Linked DNA regions of Mus musculus: regions 1 and 2 are each linked to region 3. The links are chromatin contacts, called in public HiChIP or PLAC-seq and promoter capture Hi-C maps. All regions are on one chromosome and are shown on one strand. Each heading gives the region's core, a stretch centred on a gene start, on an enhancer-like site or on the middle of the called end of the contact. The rest is flanking DNA. Distances are from core to core; before and after follow the strand shown. Region 1 overlaps Cdk18 (cyclin-dependent kinase 18). Region 2 holds the start of Lrrn2 (leucine rich repeat protein 2, neuronal). Region 3 holds the start of Dstyk (dual serine/threonine and tyrosine protein kinase).

What was found. Promoter capture Hi-C pulls out the DNA fragments that hold promoters and counts their contacts. HiChIP or PLAC-seq counts read pairs in DNA pulled down with a chosen protein or histone mark.
Region 1: a contact with region 3 is called in an H3K4me3 HiChIP or PLAC-seq map of forebrain, with 2.5 times the contacts expected there. The contact joins the enhancer-like site here to the promoter of Dstyk in region 3. A contact is called at or near these places in 1 of 39 promoter capture datasets (pre-B cells), 4 of 115 datasets of contacts at active chromatin or transcription factors (embryonic stem cells, forebrain and pancreatic cancer cells) and 1 of 9 other capture datasets (adipose tissue).
Region 2: a contact with region 3 is called in a promoter capture Hi-C map of neural stem cells. The contact joins the promoter of Lrrn2 here to the promoter of Dstyk in region 3. A contact is called at or near these places in 2 of 39 promoter capture datasets (embryonic stem cells and neural stem cells).

Annotation. Positions count from the first base shown.
Region 1 is chr1:132,119,703-132,122,765 of GRCm38.p6, reverse strand. It overlaps Cdk18 (cyclin-dependent kinase 18), which reads left to right. Exons shown (of 16, transcript NM_008795.2): 2 at 306-454; 3 at 650-729; 4 at 1,193-1,318; 5 at 2,742-2,798. The coding sequence starts at 331. Among named protein-coding and RNA genes, the nearest start is that of Cdk18, 18 kb to the left of the region's middle. Within about 2 kb of position 1,390, at least 33 of the 459 cell types and tissues checked have an H3K27ac peak or open chromatin away from gene starts, as enhancers often do. A contact at or near this core is called in forebrain, where this site is marked.
Region 2 is chr1:132,878,635-132,881,798 of GRCm38.p6, reverse strand. It overlaps Lrrn2 (leucine rich repeat protein 2, neuronal), which reads right to left and starts at 1,444. Exons shown (of 2, transcript NM_010732.4): 1 at 1,124-1,444.
Region 3 is chr1:132,416,053-132,419,511 of GRCm38.p6, reverse strand. Dstyk (dual serine/threonine and tyrosine protein kinase) reads right to left here and starts at 2,059. Exons shown (of 13, transcript NM_172516.4): 1 at 1,642-2,059. The coding sequence starts at 1,906.

The sequences.
Region 1 (3,063 bases), core at 141-2,640, 300 kb after region 3:
GGCCCGAGGGCCATGCAGTTCAGATAACCTGCCCCAGAGATGTCTAGACCTCCTGCCCCTGGAGGTTGAATGTCTGAAGTGGCCCCTTGCAAACCTGTAGCTATAGCCATTGATGCTGTGATGCAGGGGAGGGAATGTTCATAGTCAGAAGATAGCCGAGACTCACTGGAGAAAGGAACAGGGTTAGAGCCTGCAATCACGGAGCTGTGGCTCTGGTCTGAGTGACCTAAGCATGCCCCGTGCAGAGCCTGGCTCCCATGGGTCCAGACTGTCCACATTGCCCTCTTCTCTCCTCTCTGTCCCAGGACCCATCTTGGACCCCTGCTGATCATGAACAAGATGAAGAACTTCAAGCGAAGGCTTTCCCTGTCCGTGCCCCGCCCAGAGACCATTGAGGAGTCGTTGGCTGAGTTCACTGAGCAGTTCAACCAACTCCACACTCAGACGAATGAGGGTGAGGGTCAGGCCACCTAGCTCTTTTCCACCCAGGCTCCCTGTGACCCTGATGACTAGCTGACATTGGGAAGAAGGGGTGGGGGTGCTCTGGGCTGTTCACATACTCTGGGTGGGAGGTAGGGACTGACACTTGTCCCACTCAGACATGCCACTCAGTCTTGTGGGCTGTCATCAGGCGCTTTCTCCCCCACAGATGGCACAGATGAGCCTGAGCAGCTGTCTCCTGGCATGCAGTATCAACAACGGCAGAACCAGCGCCGATTCTCCATGGAGGTGAGGGTGCCCCTCCCGGGCTCCATGGGTCACACACGTCCACAGCAGTAAATTTAGCAGGGTGGTTGCTGTAGAGCCTGCCACTGGGGGGCTCAAACTGGTGCAGCTTATGGTGGGGGTTCAGTGAGAATATATGTCAAGTGCTAAAACATTCTTGGTTAGACAATTGACTGTTTTTATAGCCCACATACCCGTGCCAAGAATAGAAAAAAAAAAAAAAAACTGTGCTTACAAAATTACATTGTGATGGCATGAGATTTATTTATGTTCTACTGTGGCCCAGAGAGGGGAAGAAACCTTCTAAAGGTCACACAGTAATCCTTGCAGGTTCATAAATGTACGCCCCTCAGGTAACTGTGAGCCTGAGGCTTAGCCTTCCTTATATGGACAGATAGATCCAGAATGAGAGGCAAGGACCTTCTGGGGCCAACATGATGTTCCCATCCCATCTCTGCCACCTCAGGACCTCAACAAGAGGCTCTCTCTGCCCATGGACATCCGCCTACCCCAGGAATTCCTGCAGAAGCTACAGCTGGAGAACCCAGGGCTGCCCAAGCCTCTCACCCGCATGTCCCGCCGTGCCTCCCTGGTGAGTCTAAGGGTGTGAGACACCAGTATGGCCTTCTTTGTGCCAGCTGAAGCCTACAGTGGTTTCCAGAAAGATTCCTATGCCTCTGGCGCCACCTGCTGGCCCCCTGAGGGTTTTAATAAGCGGTCTCTCTAAGTCAATGCATGAAGCCAAGTAGCCCCCAAATCCCCTGGGAACCCCAGGGTCTCCCTAGTTAAGGCCACTAAATCAGTGCTGGGACTCATGTCTGTACTCCCAGGATTCCTTGGGAGGCTGTTGCAGGAGTGTTAAGAATTCAAGGCTTGAGCTGGAGAGATGGCTCAGCGGTTAGGGGCACTGACTGCACTTCTAGAGGTACTGAGTTCAAATCCCAGCAACCACATGGTGGCTCACAACCATCTGTTAAGAATTCAAGGTTTACCTGGGCTATGTAATTCCTGGCTAGCCTAGGGTACGCTGTAAGACAGCCTCAAACAAATAAAACAAACAAAACAAAACCAGGAGTATCTGGATAGGGTTCAGGTTGTGTTTCACTATGCAGAGATGTGGTTCAAGGTTCTCCCTGGCCTCACCATCATGGACATAAGCATGGTCACCCCCAAAATAGCCACTGTGTGCGTCCACAAGTTCACTGGTGGGAACAAGGTCTAGAGAGCAGCTAGACTTCCTTACCAGTGATCTTTGATGGAGAGAGATAGGCAGTCGATACTCTGTGTCCAGCGCCTTGAAGAAAATTGATGAGGGAAACATTTTCCTGACTAATGAGAAAAAACAAACAAACAAACTCACACCTCCCCAAAGGAGGGAAACCCCCCAGCTATGGTCATCTCTTCCTGCCAGAAGGCCACACAGTATATTATATAGCACATATATGTTATATAATGCTTGATAAAAATGAAAGACCTCCCAAATAAAACAAAACAACAAACAAAAAGCCAACCACAAAGAAACAAAAGACTCACCGACACCCCCACCTCACCCCCAGACTTTAGGTCCCAGCTGCCCGTTAGGAGCGTCTAGCTCTGGCAAGTGGGTCTCAGCTCTATCTTATTACGACGACGCGTCTTATCCTGAGCTAGACGAGATGAACTGATGACTAGGGAACTGGGCTCTGAAGTGGACCCCCACATAGTAGAGAGTGACAGAGGAGCTAGCAACCTGAGCAAGAGAGCCCGGCAGGCAGGCAGGTAGGCGGCGGGCGGACAGGCCGGGCAGCTCAGTGTACTCATATCCGACTCTCGGAAGAGGGGCCCCCATTTCCAGAGGATCTTCAGCATTCACAAGGATGAAGGGAGAGGAGAAAAAGGAGGGTTTGAAGCTGTCCTTGCTTGAGATGTTAGCCTTGGTTCCTCTCTGTACAATGGGGGTGTCTCACTTCCTTCACTTTGACTAGGAAGGTCTGCTGGGGCTTTGAATCTCACCGTCCCCTGTGTCTCCTTCCCAGTCAGATATCGGCTTTGGGAAACTGGAAACATATGTGAAACTGGACAAACTGGGGGAGGTAAGAGACCAACATTGCTCTCTCTGGCAGCAGGTAGGATGGTTTTGACTCTGTTCTGCCCCCCCCCCCCCCATGCCTCCTGGTTCATGGAGTCACACTACTTGCCCAAGCAGCCTGCCTAGCTTCCAGAGCTGGTGTTAGATGCCCTATGCCCTGCTCTTGAAGACAGAGGTCTCTGCACAGGATCTAGTCTTTCTCCCCCCTTTCAAATAGCTATGGTTTGGATTTGAATCCTATGTCTTCCACTTGCTTGCTCCATGACCTT
Region 2 (3,164 bases), core at 195-2,694, 460 kb before region 3:
AGACGCTGGCAAAAGGCCACTCCTGTTGTCCTGACCTGGCTGCTCTCTCCAGTGCCCTCCTGCCTCCTGGGGTCTTCAAGCAGACGGCAGCCAGTCCATCTCTGGCAACCAGCGGCAGCCAGCGCTGTGCCCAGCCCACCCTCCTCCAAGCCCTGCCAGTCGCCCAATTAGAAGCTGCGTTGGCTTCAACAGATGGGAGCTGCGGCAGCCTGAGGAACAGAGCACAAAGCCCAGCTGACATTTTCCTTCCTGTTCATTTGGTGGGGGAGGAAGGGCAGGGGCAGCCGGGAGCATTGCAACACCCTGCTAGGGCCCACCCCCGGGGTCCAGTTCTCTCCTTCAGCGGCTCAGTTCAGCTGCCTCACCCCGCCGCTCGAGGATCTTGGCTGGCTGGGCAGTCTGCGCCCGCACAACCCTGTCATGCCAGCAGGACAGACGGCCCACCTGTGGCTGGCCAGCCCAGCCTGTCCCTGGCATGATGCGGTGGCCTCAGAGCTGCTTTAAACCGCACAGCGCCCAGGCTTAGCCCGGCCGACCCCTCCCCCACCCAAAAGTCCCATCTTAGACTGCAGTCAGACCCTAGTCTCCCGCCCGGGAGGAGCCTGACTCTCGGTGCCAGATACTTTGTACAGACCCAACCAAGGCCACCCTGTCTTTTTTGCACGGCCACCACCCGAGCTCCCAGGAAGGGAAAGTCCCCTAGGCTCTAGTGCGCTTCCATCCTGCGAGTTCTCCTCTGTCACGCCCTCTCTAACCCCGGGGCCACCTCTTTGGCTCCTCTGCATCTCCAGGGCTCCCCGCTACCCAGCAACAGTTTGAGGGGTTGGGGCCTCTCCCAGTTGGTTCAGGCCCCGACCCTCTCCCCCGCAGCTCCGGTCCAGCCAGCGCAGCGGCCACCTCCTTTGCATTCTCTAGCTCTCCTTCCTTCGCCCCTCCCGGCCTTCTCCCCAAATCACCAGCTCTCCTGCAGGCATCTCGGCGACCGCCGCGGTCGCGGCCGCGCTCCCCTCCCCCATCGGGTCATCAAAGCCCGGGCCGCGGGGACAGGATCTCGGCGACCCTCAAGGCCAAGCCAGCGTCCTCGGAGTCCACAGTCCCGGCCGCCAGGGAGCCGCACACTCACCGCGCGGGCGCTGTCCTATGTCCGTCACTCGCCTCCCGGCTGGGATCGCTGCTCCACGGCGCGCTGCTACCCAGGCCCGGGAGGCTCGCCGGGCGCCTTCCCCAACCTACACTTGTCCTGGGAGTGGTCTCAACGCTGAGCCTGCGAGGGCGTCAGCAGAATGACAGTGTCCCCAATCCTGCGCGCCGCGGCTGGAGGTTGGCGGCCAGGGCCGGCGCTCCCGGAGCGCCGCGCGTCTGCGGAGCACGGAGCAGGCCCGCGGCGCCCGGCGCCCCCGCCGCGCCTCCTCCCTCCTGGCTGCTCGCGCTCGTCCTCCTCACTAGCTGCTCCGCCGCGCTCCCAACCTCCCTAGCCCACTCCGGTCGCCTCCTCCCTGTCTGCTTGCCACGCCAACCCCCTCCAGTCCCGCTGCCATTTTAACTCCTGAGTGGCCAGAAGCCCCTTCTGCCTCACTTGCACACATCCCAGAGGAAGGAGTTGGGTGGGGCCCGATGCTGTAGTTTGAGCGGTCCTTCTGCATCAAGACCCAAGGCTTATGGAAGAGAGGGAGAAGGGCATAGCGCTTGGGGGTCAGGGGAGAAATAAGTGGCATTGCTGATGCTCCCTCCCACTCTCTTGCAAAAGCCAAGAGAACAGATGGGAAATTCAGCTTGTAGGACAGGTGTGGCTCATAGGCACCGCTTAAGGCTGTGACCACATTTTTGCACGGTACTACCCTCCCCAAGTTAACGGTGGACAGGACAAAAGCCGTGGGCGAGTTTGTCCATGGGCACTGGCGGCTCTTCTGTAGCCTTTTCAGTACTGCTTCCAGTCTCCTGGCACATGGTTAGTCTCAGAGGGATTAAGGGAGGCGCTGACAGGTCTACACAGGGACTTGGCCGCAGGGTTCTACACCTGCAGGCTGGTCATCGTGAAGCCATGAAACTAGGAGGTAAAGCAGGACCCAGAAAATGGGTGCTGGGCTACTGCTTGGTGGCTCAGAAAATTGGGGTCACCAGCACACATTGGGGCTTACTTGAAGAGTAGGTCTGCTGCAGTGAAGGCTTCAGGCCCAAGTCTTTGAGAGGCCTTCAGTGTGGCCCACTAAGAATAGGTACCAGAGCTAAGCTTCATAGCACGCCACACCCAATCAGAGCCTGGAAAGTCAAGATGAGAGAAGATGGGGCTCAAGGTGTAGGGACTTCTGCAAGTCGGGGCTTCTTTAGGGGGCCATTCTTCATGACTGGCTTTAGATTAGTGTCCCTGGCCAGACACAGGGCTTCTGGGTTCTGTTTATTCTAAGAATACAACCAGCAGTGACAGCCATGCCTACAGCCTTGTCGAGTGGACTTGGAAGTTCTGTGTTCTGTATAGACAGAGTTGGCCCCTTAATCCTTCCAGTAAGCACATACTAAATACCAGCAGAACTACTCGCTGGTCTCCACCCGCCACCCCTGCTGTGGGATATAATGGCCCTCGGGAGCCGAGAAGGACGGGGTGGAAGTACTTGAAACAAATTTTAGCATTTCAAGGCAATGGAAGGTGCCATAGAAACACAGATTGAAAACGCTGTTCTGGGCTCTGGTTATTCATGGGAGGTTTTATAGAGGAGCCGAGCTTCCAGCTGAGCCCAGCTGGACCGATAGGATTTAAACTGGCAGAGAAAATGGGGACTAGCAAGGCAGGAAAGTTGAGGCAAGCAAAATAGAATAGGTTGTCTGGAAGGTGGGGGCTGGGAGTGGGGGACCAGGCAGTGGAGGAGAGCTAGAGATGAACTAAGAGACACCAAGCCTTTTCACACAGCTCTGTATCAGGCTGACATACGTCCCCATTTAACAGCCCAGCAAATGGAGGCTGGGAGCGGATGGAATTCAGGTCGTCATCCTGGCAGCACTCTTGCACGGGTAGTATGACCTCAGTTATGCAGAGTGGGAGAGCCTGAGACCAAGATCTAGAAACTCATCTGTGGCCCTGTACAGAGTGATTTAGGATGAAGAAAGGCCAGAGGCTGGGAGGGTGGCTGCCGTAAAGACAGGAAATGAAGGAGCACTGAGAAAGAAGA
Region 3 (3,459 bases), core at 810-3,309:
CTGCCAAACTCTGGGTCCATTGAAAAATATGAGCTGCCTCACCAACTGCTCTAGACAGCGTCTAGAAGTGTCAAAAGCACAACTTCAGAAAAGTAGTTATCACTCTAGTGTTTTTTATGTCCTGAAGTAAAATAAGATCTTTTGCCTGGAGGTGGTGGTGCACACCTGTAATCCCAGCACAGGGAGGCAAAGGCAAGCAGATCTCTGAGTTCGAGGCCAGCCTGGTCTACAGAACTAATTCCAGGACAGCCAAGGTTACACAGAGAAACACTGTCTCAAAAAAAAAAAAAAAATTTTTTTTTAAAATACCTATACTCTGTGTGTGTGTGTGTGTGTGTGTGTGCGAGTGCACACACATGTGTGTATGCACAGTGGCCTATATGTGGAGGTCAGCAGACTACTTTCAAGAGTAGGTTCTCTCCTGGTCAACTCAGGGCATCAGGATTGGCAGCAGGTACATGTACCAGCTAAGCTATCATGCTGACCCAAAACAAGGGCTCTTTAAATTGCTATCCTGGGCAATAGAACAGTACCATTGAGGGCCCTATCAGGACTTACCAGCATGTCTTTAAACACCCCCTTCTGTAGTCTCAGACAACGTTCTTAAACATGCAACAAAGAGTATAGGGTCCAACTCACAAGTTCACCTTAAGTGATAATAAAACACCTGTATCAGATTCCAATATCTTTGACTTGCTAAATTAGACTCTTAGGACCCCCCCACCATGGTTACACAGCCAGAATCCATAAGACACAACCTGAGACATGGCATTTTTAATACACTCCTGAGGTTATTTTAATCTACACTGCAGCTCGAGAATCACTAAAGGCAAACCAAGGACATACCTGCTGTTAGGTTGTGCCCCGTCTACCTACCCACATGGAAAGTCAGTGGCTTCTCTCATCAACTTCCTAAGGAGAAGGTGGTAAAAGTTAAACCCTCTAGTTCCCCACCAATTGCAGTTCAAGGAGGATCAAAGATCTTGCAGTATTTAAAGTGATCTGAGGCCTCTGATACATCCCGAGGGGTTGGAGGAGAGGGGGGAATCAAGTCAAGAAGGGCAAGTTTTTCAAGGGCTCAGGGCCGCCCCACTCCACTCCACTCCCAACAACAACAATAACAACAACAAAAACAACAACAAAACATTTCTTAACTCCTTCACCATAAGTAACATCTCTGACCAATTAATTTCTAACACCCATTAAATATCCTTTTCTTTGGCAACTCCAAATCCTATTTAGAGGACATCTTCGCAGGGCTGCCTCTTGACTGGATTGCAAGCACTTTACACACCCAAACCCCGCGCGCTCACACACTCACATACCAGTGCAGTCCGAAGGCGCCCAGAGACTTCAGAAACACCCAACCTAACACCTAACCGGGGACTCGGTCCCCATACCAAGCACCCCAATTCAAAGCAACTTTCTCACCTCTCCGCTTAGCCTTTTCGAATTCTGCCTCCCGGTCTCGAGCCCTTGCCACCTCTCCCCAGGGTATCCTCCCACCTCATCTAAGATCCCCGAGGCCCAGGCCTCGCGCCGCCCCGCGGCCCTCTCCTACTGGCCGCCTCCTCCTGGAGTTGTTTTGCTGACGGAGATGCCACCCTCCGATTTTCCTCTCTCCATCGGGCCTGTCCTTACCCGCCGGCAGCGGGGCTTCGGCGACGTCGCCGGCAGGGCCAAGCTCGGCCGCTCCGCCGCCCGCGGGGGAGGAGGGACAACTGTGGCTGTGGGAGCACTTGATGTCGCGGAAGAACTTCTGGGTCTCTCGCAGGTTCTGCCGCAGCCGTCCCAGGTAGCGGCGGTAGCGGCTGAAGCCCCGGCACAGCTCGCGGATCATTCCGCCGCCTCCGGGACCCGGGCCCGACACGGACTCGCCGGCCCATGACTGCCCGTCGGCCTCCATCGCTCAGCCAGCTGTCTTCGCGGCTGGCTGAGCCGCTGGCCCGGCCCCCTCCTCCCGCCCCCTAGCGCTCAGAGAAGGCGGAATCCGCCTCCCGACGCCCCTGCCGGCGCTCCGCGCGGCCTCCAGCCTCCGTCACTGCCGCGGCTGAGCAGCCAGAGCGCCTGGCTCCGGCCAGAACCTTACTCCGCTCCCCAGCGGAGCCAGGGACGAGCTCACAGAGGCACCGTCGCTGCGCGGGCTCCTGGGACTTGTAGTCTGGGCTGGGTGGAATGCCACAACGCCCACAGGGAAGCAAGCTAGCGGGTGGACCCTACTGATCCCTGTGCTTACACTCTTCTCGTTTAAAAGGTGTTCTTGCACTGTACACGAATTCCTAAGGAAAGGCAGAACCCGCAGAGTATGAACCCCGGCAGAAATGGGGTACCTCAAATCTAGGAGAAAGAAAGATTTTAATAAGTAGAAGGAAATAAGGCCGAGGACAAAATATGTCTGTGGTTACCCCAAATGGTTACAACAGATAATAGAGAATTGGTTGAAAATACCCGGAGAATAGTGAAAACTCTACTGTTTGTGTTACAGTCTACTTTTTCTTTTCTTTTCTTTCTTTCTTTCTTTCTTTCTTTCTTTTTTTTTTTTCCTGCTCTAGATGTGGAAAGGGGGTAGGGGTGTGAAAGGGTGGGTGAGACCTAAGAGAAAGGACAGTTGATTTCTTGTACAGTCGGCAGGGGTAAGGGGAAGTTGAAGTTAGTAGCCTTCTAAACTGATTATCTTAACAAGGCTTCTGTCAGTGTGCCAGACTTCCATCGACGCAGACTGTCACGGACTCCATGACACACAAGCCACAAACGGGACAGAACTTGACACCAGTCACCTCTTCACCTGATTGAACTTTGAGTAACTTGGGCTCAATGTGAAATGTGAAGGCTTTAACCTGTAACTTGTTGCACTTTTTAAAAGATCACGCATTCAAATGAGCCTGCACTTTAAGGTAGGCTAGCTGCAAAAAAGGAGCCCTGTGTTCCTTCCCATTTACGCCTCCCTTTGCACATTCTGGCCATTTCTCTTCTTTGCAAAGTTGTATTCCCCTTGCTTTCCAAAAGGCTTGGTAAAACAGAAGTGAGAACACAAATGGAAATTAAAAAAAAAAAAAAGGTTGATAGTGTAAGAGCACTATTTAAAAATAGAACATGGGCTGGGTGTGGTGGTGTATGCCTTTAGACTCAGTACTCTGGAAGCAGAGGCGTGAAGGTCTCTGTGAGTTCAAAGCCAGCCTGATCAACAGAGTGTGTTCCAGAATGGACAAGGCTACATACATAGTGAGACCCTGTCTCTATTCTAACAAAGCAATGCAGGATGAGTCATCACAAAGATTTCTAGTTAGGGGATCAGTGGAGAGAAACCTTAGGTTGGAGGAAGAATCTATCTGCATGAGATACACATGGGAAGACACAATTGTAATCCCATCGCTCAGGAGCCCAAGGAAGGGTAATCCCAAGGGTATGGCCACCCTAAGCTACATAACTAGACCTCATTTCGACATCACAAAACTAGTC